2 separate regions of the Mus musculus genome follow, and region 2 is linked to region 1. A link is a contact called in public promoter capture Hi-C data. All regions are on one chromosome and are shown on one strand. The core of a region is the stretch at or near the end of the contact, and the rest is flanking DNA. Distances in the headings are between cores, read along the strand shown. Region 1 overlaps Cwc22 (CWC22 spliceosome-associated protein). Region 2 holds the start of Calcrl (calcitonin receptor-like).

What was found. Promoter capture Hi-C pulls out the DNA fragments that hold promoters and counts their contacts.
Region 2: a contact with region 1 is called in a promoter capture Hi-C map of cranial neural crest. The contact joins the promoter of Calcrl here to the enhancer-like site in region 1. A contact is called at or near these places in 1 of 39 promoter capture datasets (cranial neural crest), 3 of 484 Hi-C or Micro-C datasets (cardiomyocytes, embryonic stem cells and neural progenitor cells) and 2 of 9 other capture datasets (adipose tissue and liver).

Annotation. Positions count from the first base shown.
Region 1 is chr2:77,923,473-77,928,335 of GRCm38.p6, forward strand. It overlaps Cwc22 (CWC22 spliceosome-associated protein), which reads right to left. Exons shown (of 20, transcript NM_001362658.1): 6 at 3,736-3,864; 7 at 1,015-1,183; 8 at 668-721. Among named protein-coding and RNA genes, the nearest start is that of Cwc22, 20 kb to the right of the region's middle. Within about 2 kb of position 2,294, at least 14 of the 459 cell types and tissues checked have an H3K27ac peak or open chromatin away from gene starts, as enhancers often do.
Region 2 is chr2:84,422,582-84,427,444 of GRCm38.p6, forward strand. Calcrl (calcitonin receptor-like) reads right to left here and starts at 2,685. Exons shown (of 16, transcript NM_018782.2): 1 at 2,489-2,685.

The DNA of each region.
Region 1 (4,863 bases), core at 1,044-3,543:
CATCCTGAAGATAAAGAAGGAAGGGGGAGGGGGCAAGGGAAGGAGGGAGGAAGACCTCAACAAGCAAACCCATTTGCTGATGAGATGGGTCAGGGATGAACCGCAGTGGGCCCTGCAATGTGTTCACACACTGGCTCATGTGTTAGGCTGAGCACTGCAGTTGGTGCCATGCAACAGGACACATACCCACAGAGAAGTCAATACAGCATTTAATAACCAACAAAAACACTGAACAAGTGAATAAACAAAAAACTAAAAGATATGCATGACTACTGATGTACTCGTTATCACTGTTTAATGATTTATTTTTTATTTCATGTGCACTGGTATTTTGCCTGTGTGTATATCTCTGTATAATGGTGTTAGATCCCTTGGAATTGGAGTTACAGTTGTGAGCTGCTATGTAGGCGCTGGGAATTTTACTCAGGTCCTCTGAAAGAGCAGCCAGTGCTCCTAAGTGGCTCAGTGAGCACACACAGTATTGAGCCATATCAGTCTAACAAAATACCTTATAACATATAGATTTTCTCTATACAAGAATATCAGGTGCATTTAAAACACATTTCAAATCGCACCCAAGATGATCAAACAGTGACAAAAGGAAATGGGGTCAAGGCCATGGCCTTATCCCACTAAGCTTGATCAGGCTTTAAGGATAATTACTTACCACATTTTGGTTAATAAGATGTGCCACAAATTTTGAAGCAGTCAGGCAAAGTTGCTGAAAAATCAAAGTAAAGACAGTTAACCCATCAACTGTCATCAGTCTTCCTGTATCAATAATATGCTCTTTACAAGGGAACACAGGGAATCATTTTCATGCAGGAATAGTGACATGAAGTAGCTATGAAAGCTAAAGTAGAAGAAGTACACAGGCAGCCATCATCGAAGTGGCCAGAGGATATTTAGCAGACTGAGCAGTTTACACGTGAAGTCAGCACGCTCACTTTTATAGAGGCTGGCTTACTGGAACAACCTCATGCGACAATCTACTTATAAGCCACTCATACACACCTTATCGTTCCTTCGATAGCCTTTCCGAAAATTAAGAATTAGTCTCTTGAGGATCAATTCTCCAATCTGTGGGAATTTTGAGTTGATTATTGCCACCAAAGCTGCATAAACGTGAGTGAAGATTGGAGACGCACTCTGGGCTTGCAGAACAGATCTGGACAGCAATCCTCTATTCAAAATACAGCAAAAGTCAATAGTCAAACAAGCAATTTAAAAAAATATGTCAAATCAAGAAAAACTATTTTCTAATCATGAATAGTAAAAGCCCATTCGGAATTAAATCTTTACTTCATTTCCTAGGAAAAGAGTACATCTTGGTAATCAATTTTAAAAAATGCTTTTATGAAAATAAAATTGTAAAATAAAATGAGGTAATTTTTTTCAAAAATTTCTCTCTAAATAAAGTTACTGTTTTTCTATTCACATTTCATCTAATCAGATTTAAAGGATCAGGGCAGAGAAAAACATGATTGAAATATACTGTATGAAAAATATTTTAAATAAACTAAAACCAAAAAATAGTGGCATTAAAAACAAGTTGCTTGACGAGTATAAAATGTACACAGCATAAAGTTTCTGACATGAGTCCATCACTTAACATACAATAACTGTGCTGGGACACAGCTCTGAGCTGTTTCCTTCTGTTGGTGTAGGTTTAGCGGCACAAAGGTAAGGACACGGGTGACCTAAGATGAAGTGACAGACAACACAGTGGTAGAGTCGCTCACTCTTTATGTGTAAGAAAGAGAGTGAGAATTCCTGAGCTGCAAGAAGAAAGTGAACCTGGATTAAGACGGAAGCCAGGCAGGCCACTTGTCTATGCCTGCCTGGCCTGTTTTCCAGGTGAAGGGAACAGAGCTCTGCTATCTCCAAGGACAGTGGCAGGCTCCAGGCCAACCTTCTGTTCCCCAAAACACGGTTCCCTGAGCTTAGTCCTAGTTTTCAATGAGTATAATCAAGGTAATGTGAAATCACACATGACAGCACTCAGATTGAAAACTAAGAGATATGTGATATTTATTTCCATTTCTTTAATCTTTAAAACAAAACAAAACAAAAAAAAAACAAAAACACCACCAGCTGCTGGAATTCAAATAAAACATGATGATTCCCTTCATTTTTCTTCACATTTCTTGCTCATCTTCCCCAGCCACCCCCTTCTCACTCTGCTCTAATTAGAACGTGAACTGGAATAAAGGACAAAATAACAAACCGAAAGGTGACACCATCTCGGCAGCGATGCTGGGAACTCTGCCTGCAGGGTCAGGAACAAGCTATGCTGTTCATTAAACTACCCAAGTTCAATGGAGTACCCACCCATCCAAGTTCTAGTGGCATTTTCCAGAAGAAAAAAAGCTCTTAAAATTAAGAGTATAAAAAATACAAATAGCCAAAAAAAAAAAAAAAAAATCTTCAGGAAAGAAAGAAAAAGCAAGAGACACCTTTTACTTGATTTAAAACTTACTACTACACAAAGACATAGTAATAAAAACAGCATGGTACTGCCATAAAGCTTAATAGAAACCAACAGAGAACAGAACAAAACACCTAGAGATAAATTCATACATTTTTATTTAATTGTATTTTGACATAAAGGCAATGTGTTCCAAAGTGATAGGAAAGCCAGATGCCAACATGCAGAGAAATAAAAACATACTTTAATCTTACGCAACACACACAAAGCAATCTAAACTGATTAACAAACAGAATCTGTACAACTTCCAGGAGGGAAGCTTGACAATATCTGCCTGGATTGACACATTTCTAAACAGAACTAAATAACCCAAGAAAACTTGACAAATGGCACTGCACTGATCTAAAAGGCTCTGGACAGTGCTAGAAACCATGCAAGAAGCCAAGAGACAAATACAGATGGGAGAAAGGATCTGCAAGCCGTTTATCTCTTAAGGAGCTAATATCCAAAATATCTGCCAAAGTAATAAAACATTAGTTTCAAAGCCTGACAAAACATCTAACTAGACATTTCAAGACGATACAGACATGCTGACATGAAGCATCACCTATCAGACGAATACAGAGTCAAGGCACACGATGTATCGTCTCATACCTAAATAATGGCTGCCATAAAAATAACCAAAGGTGAGCGTTTCCAAGGAGGCAGAGAACAGGAAGCACACAGGGACTGTGAACAGGAATGCGCAGCAGTGCAGCCAGCAGGGAAGACTAAGCCTCTGAGCTACACCGCACACCCCCACACCATTACCCACAAGAGCCAAAGGGAGTGAGTGCCATGTCAATGACAGACAGGGAATGTCATTTACACAATGGAATGCCACTCAGCATTAAAAAAAATTAAAGAAATCCTGACACATGACAACACAGAATATACATATTAAAGTAGCACACTGTTACTAAAAAATTTATAAAGATTTTATGCCAATTAAAAAAAAATAAAGTGGTTTGAAATAGCATATTTTAATAATTGTTATGCCTCATGGATTTAAATTATTGGAGACATTCAATAAATATCCACGCAAAACTATGGCATGATAGCAAATCTCCAAAAGCACTGGTTTATTACTCTTGAACAACATGGTTTAAGTTATTTAACAGCCTACATTTAAAAAGAACTGTATTTCAAATAAACATTCACAAAAACCTTTAAAATGAAGTAGCATAACAAATCAATGCTTACTGTTCAGAGACATTATGCTTCTTTCAATGAGTTACTATGAAATATACAAGGTTCTGGCTACTTACCTCCCTCTGACAATGTTCTCTTGAAGGAGCTCTTGGATAATAATGCTTATATTAGAGATGTTGACCTTGTTGATGAGACCATTGATGGATTTCTTCAGAGCCTCCCAGCTCATCCTCTGATATGCTAAGCTAAAAAATACCAAAAGAAGGGACCGTCACATGGGACCTTGGAACTGACATGCTGTCTTGAGCATCTGAAAGACCTTCTGTTTAAGCAGATAGCTGGGAGCTGCCCAGCTGAAAGCTATAAGGCTGGGCTGCTTTAAACTTCCATTTGGGCATTTCAGCCTCGATTAGATGTATTACACTTAATAATGCCCAAGGTCTTTTAAAGCTCTTTAAGAACCTGTGATTTTTGTAATTACATCTCTGTAGGAAACCAGAGCCTTTTCCTCTATCTGCTTCTTTGAAGTCTAGTGAAATTAGTAGGCCTCCTGAAACGCATATAATACAAATGGTTACAACAGGTCCCCAGATAGTCATCAGAGCACAAAAAAAGAACAGGCTTGATCCAGTGTGCTCTGAGCATCTTCAGACAGAAAATATCAAGAGGTAGGAAGCCAAGTACCAATCTGAATTCCAAGTAACACGGCCATACCCAGTATTGCACAGTATCCATAATGTACTCTTTGGGACTGTATACTATAGTTACACTTCCAGTAGAAAGAAATGCTAAAATTTAGTTAGGGATTAATAAAAATTAAAATGCATTTTTCCCAATCCAGATTCTTGATCTGACTGCCTGAATTTCCTGTAGGGAGCTACGGAAAGCTGGAGTGAGGCAGTCCTGCAGAGAGCAGCAGTGAGGTGGGCGCTGCTGGGTATTAGGTCACTGATACCCAGTCATAGGTCATTGCTTAGAGCTGCCGTAAACAATGAGGGTGAGAGGCAGACTGACAGACTGACTTGCAATTCATAGTTTGCTGCTGCTTCAAAATTCTCTATCAATCCAACTCTTTGCCTCTTACTGTCCACAGATGGCAAAGGTGACCCAATGTCCCACTCCACACACTTTGGTAAGTTCCTATCTCTAGAGAAACAGATCTATGAATTAGTAACTAACCTAGCCAGTAAGATATTGCTCGGGCATAATCACAGCCACCTAGGAAACTGGAAGACATCAAGCAC
Region 2 (4,863 bases), core at 1,435-3,934, 6.5 Mb after region 1:
GGTGAGTTCTAAAATTCAGAATAAGTCAGAGTGAAGCTGTACTGCGGTCTTGACCTCCTGTCTTCCATTAACACTATTGTAAGACGTCATTTACGTTAATGCTTTAAAAGTTTTTCTAGATCCCAAACAAAGACAAGAACTTAGGTTCTTGGACTATATTTGAATTCTGAAAAGGTGGCAGCACTGTACCTCTGAAAGCAGAATTAACTTGATTCATTCAAAGTTGTACATAAACCATGAAATGCATTTTTGGTTTAGTGAATTTGTTTCTGATACTCTAAAGGGGATTGTCTTAATTTATCTACAAAATTTCAAAACAATTCTGAATAAATAGTTACTATCAAAATGTAAGCAGAGATAAAACTGATAACATGTTATTATTGTACTGGCTCCAAATAGCCATCTAAATATATCGAGTTACAAATAGAACATTTTAGGTAAGACGTATTTCGGATCACGTGGGTCATGACTATTGTGAAGTCTGTGTTTTTAATTGATGTATTTAGAACTTGCCTAAGACTATACCCATTGATTTTTTTTGAAGCTACAAGGAAATATTGCTAGTTAGTTAAACTGATGTTGCAGATAAAAACATGGTTTGATTCTCAGACATTGTTTACTCATTTTAAAAGCCACACGTACTCTAGAAGGATACAAATTCCTATTTTAATGTTCTTGTTATTAACTCAGATAATTTCTTTGCCTAATGACCATCAATATTCATTGCCTGGCATTTTTCTGCTATAACTTTTGGTAATTAGGATTGTTTTAAATGATGCTACAAATATAGGTGAGAATATTAAAATAAATCATACAAGATGGTTATATGCTTTGAAACATTAATTCAATAAAAATCAGAAGAGTTTGTGGAGGTACTAATTTACAATAGTTTATTAATATAATACTTAATTTCAGAAAATCATCTGGCTTAGAATAATGCTTTTCAACTTCTGTTCCTATGAATGACACTGGGTTATTTAATGTGCTGATTTCGCTTCTTTCTCCAGTTATTTAATGACTATTTGTAACAAGTCCTATCTTAAACTCACCTTGTCTGTTTTTATACATCAGGGAACTCGGTAGTATAAATAAAAATAAAATAAAAACATAAATCAGCCGCAAAGCTTTTAAAAATTACAAGTGTACAAATTAATGTTTCAATTACATTGAAAAACATGTGGAAACTGAGCCAAAAATCACTGAGGAGTTACTCAGGATGAGTTTGTAATATTTTGTTTATTTGCCAGACTACTAGAAATTGAGCTCAGAATGCTAGCATTGAAAGGCATCTTGCAGCTTATATTTCACTTAAGTAAGAAAACGTAGAATTTAATAAATTATGCTAATAAGCACAATTTTAATCCAAAACTGATATCTCCCATTCCTTAGCAATAACCTGTGATGCCGCTCTGACAGCCACTTGTTAAGTAGGCACTAGCTCCTTAGATTCTCAGGACAGTCTGTACTGTGGCAAGAGAGACCTGCAGCTGCTTCATCTCAGCATCATAGCTGAAAATCTAATTTAATTCCTCTGCTTAATGAGCTAATCCACTTGCTTATCGTGCCTCTGTTTATGTATTTATGGAGACTCCTTTCACACTCTTCCCCCACAAGTTTCCAGTATAATTGAAGTAACACAACTCTAAGCTTAAGAGTTTAAAAACCATGAAGTAATGTAGAAATCACTACATTTTCTTAACCCTGGGCAGTTGTGGGGTTTATGGTTGGTTGGTTGTTGGTTGGGTTTTTTGTTTGTTTGTTTGTTTGTTTTGTCTTGTTTTTGTTTTCCCCTTACCTTATTTGTAAGACACCCATGATCTTAATACAGTGGAGACAATTCATGAACACCCCCCCCAAAAGAAAAAAACCCAATACAAACAACAACAAAAACAAAGGAAAACCAAAAATGGGGTATTTACACAAATCTAGCAACAAAGAACAATGAAAATTCCATTGGTTCCCTAGTTAGAGGTGTAAATGTCAAAAGAAGCGGAAAGCAAACAGAAGTCCAAGCCGGTGGCTTTTCTTCTTAATCCAACTTTGTGTTCAGCCACACAGGAAGACTCTGGAACCCCATAGTCTTCTGCCATCCCTTCCTTAGAATACTGATTATGTGGAAAATTTAAAGACCCTTCCTGGGGTGCAAATGTTTTCCAGCTGTCAGGACTTGAGCTGGTAGTACAACTAACTTTAAAAAGGCATTGTTTCCTGATTAAGGTATTTGTTCAGAAACTTGCCTTATAGCCCGCTCACATCGTTAATAATTGGTAAATTTATTTTCTAAAGTATCACTGTAAATACTCTTATGCACTAGTAGTACATTTTGTATGCATTCTGGAGTAAGACTCTCTAGTATCCCTTTGTAGACTAAATGAAGCGGTTTCAACATTATTTCAATGCCACTTACTAAATTCTTGTTAGAAACATTGTCATAATACTTAAGAATAGTGCTGAGAATACATACGTTTATTTTGAATAATACACTTACCTGGCACAGCTCCTAAGGAAATTCTGTGGGAATAGTCTCAGGAGGGAGTTTGATTTTCTGAGATACTGCACAAGAGTTTCCCGGAGGCGAGGTGTGGAAAGCTTTGCAATGTGGTCCTGCAGGCAGCGTGAGGTCCAGGCAACAGAGCCCGCCGGTCCTAAGGCAGAAGTGCACGCTGCGAAGAGAGGGCTTGTTCTGAGTAGATGGGGAGTGTTGTCAGATTGTAAGCGATCAGCAGCAGAAGGGAAACATCACAGCTTCCTGTTACATCACCCCGCCCCGCCTGCACTTAGTGTTAGGTTACTTTCTTTCTCAAATAGCTTACCCCAGGAAAGGAGCAGCAACTCCCTTCTCACTCTGACAAGAGCAAGAAGCAGCCTGAACAGACAGAGATCCTTTGCTGTATGAACACATTGTTACCAGCAAAAGCTGGCTGCCTTTCACCTAGACTGAGTTCTGTTAGAACTTGCTGCCTGGGATTTGAAGGCGATCTTGGTGTAAAAGAATCAAAGGAGTTAGGAGTGTGGGTGTGTGTCGAATTAAGGTTCACAGAACAACCAGGAACAATTTATCAGTCACATCTTTTTTTCTTAAATGTGCATGGAATTTTGAGCATCAGAATTACTAATTCGGACTCAATTTTGAGCACTAATATCTGATGCAACTCCACAACCAGTTTTGCATGAGAAGATGAACAGGCTTCGGGCTGTCCTTTCTAGGAGTTCCTGAGTTGTATGTCCTGTAAAGCCAGACTGTGTATAGAGTATGAAATCATTGTACATACTTTTAAATATCTGACATAATTATATCATTTTATATAATCTAAACATTATACTAGTTGTACCTCAAAATAACCTTCAAGGAAAGGTGGCTTTAGTTTAACATGATACTATGAAATAATTTCATACAATAAATGAACTTCAATTTAAAAAAAAGTTTTCCCTCTAAACATAATTATATCATAAAGTAAGAAATCATTGCGTATGATCAGGAAAAAAAGCCTATAAACCTGAAATATACTTGTTAGTTTTATATAATATGATAAATTATGAGATTTGGCAATAATCATAACTCCTGAAGCCAGACAGCACTAAAAGTCACATGATCTTTGCATCAAATGTCTCACGTATAAACTGGAAAGGATGGATAAAATAATATAATTTGTCTGTTTAAACTTTGAATCAACATATTTTATAACATTTAGAAAATGGCAAGTTCTAACTAGCTACTACAATCTTGCTGCTTCACCTTGGAGGAACAGACGAATAGCGAAGCTACTACAACCAAGTAGCAGATGAGGAGCTCAAAGTCCTAGCAGATGAGGAACCGCACTAAAGACACAGGGTGCAGAATCTCTGGATATCGTGTTCCTGAAAGACACCGCCATTTTTAAATGTTTCCTATCTTGATCCATGGAGGAGATTTATTGCAGAATCTTTAATTCTGTATATGGATATAGAATAGGATGCATCCGTTTAGAAATATGGGACATAATTGACCATCTCCATCACTGAAAATGGAAAGTCTGTGTAAGAAGCTGAACTACACAATGTAGTTTTAAGAGACGGCGATAAACTGGGAAGTTACTTTGTGGACACTTTAGTTTTGCTTTCTATAGGGAACTGTTGAATTATATTTTCCTGTGCTGTTTCCTTCAGCTCATGGGGTGAAAAGTCAGCATTATAAATCACTACTGCCTCCTAAAATAATAACTCATTAATCAGAAAAACAGTAAAACACATTCTTGGGTGAAACCACAGAGTTCTGATGTGGAGTCGCATGTTGCACAGGGGCTCAGGAGGAAAGCAGTAGAGAGTAATCATGTCCCCTTGCAGATGTTTATACTCACTGGGACAATACTGACAGAACTTTTAAGTATGATGTTTACAGCTTAAAGTTCAGGCAAAACAAATACTAGATTTTAACTTCTAAATGATCATCATATATGCTCCTGTATCCATTTCTAAGAATATCTGACCTCTGAGACACAGACTGGTGTATACAAAGCTACATACATTTCCAGTAAGTATTAAAGCATTAACATGTTTTTGATTCACTCATTGGATTTGTTCAAACACAGCAGAGTCTTAGTAAGTAAAGGGGTTCGTTCTTTTAGATGATGCCTGAAAGATCACAAGCCGGCAATCATTCTCCTGTATAATAGATATACATGGTGCTGTTGTAAATGGGAAATTTAATACAACCTGTAGTGTTTAGTATAAATTATTGGTTGTGTATGTAGGTTTATGGCTGTGGTGCATGAAGAGTCTGGATAATTCTTGTTAGTATCATACATGTGTCTTTCATAGAAAGAAAAGTAAACATACTTCCCAATAATAAGGTCATTAAAAGTTACCACGTTATGAACATGAAAA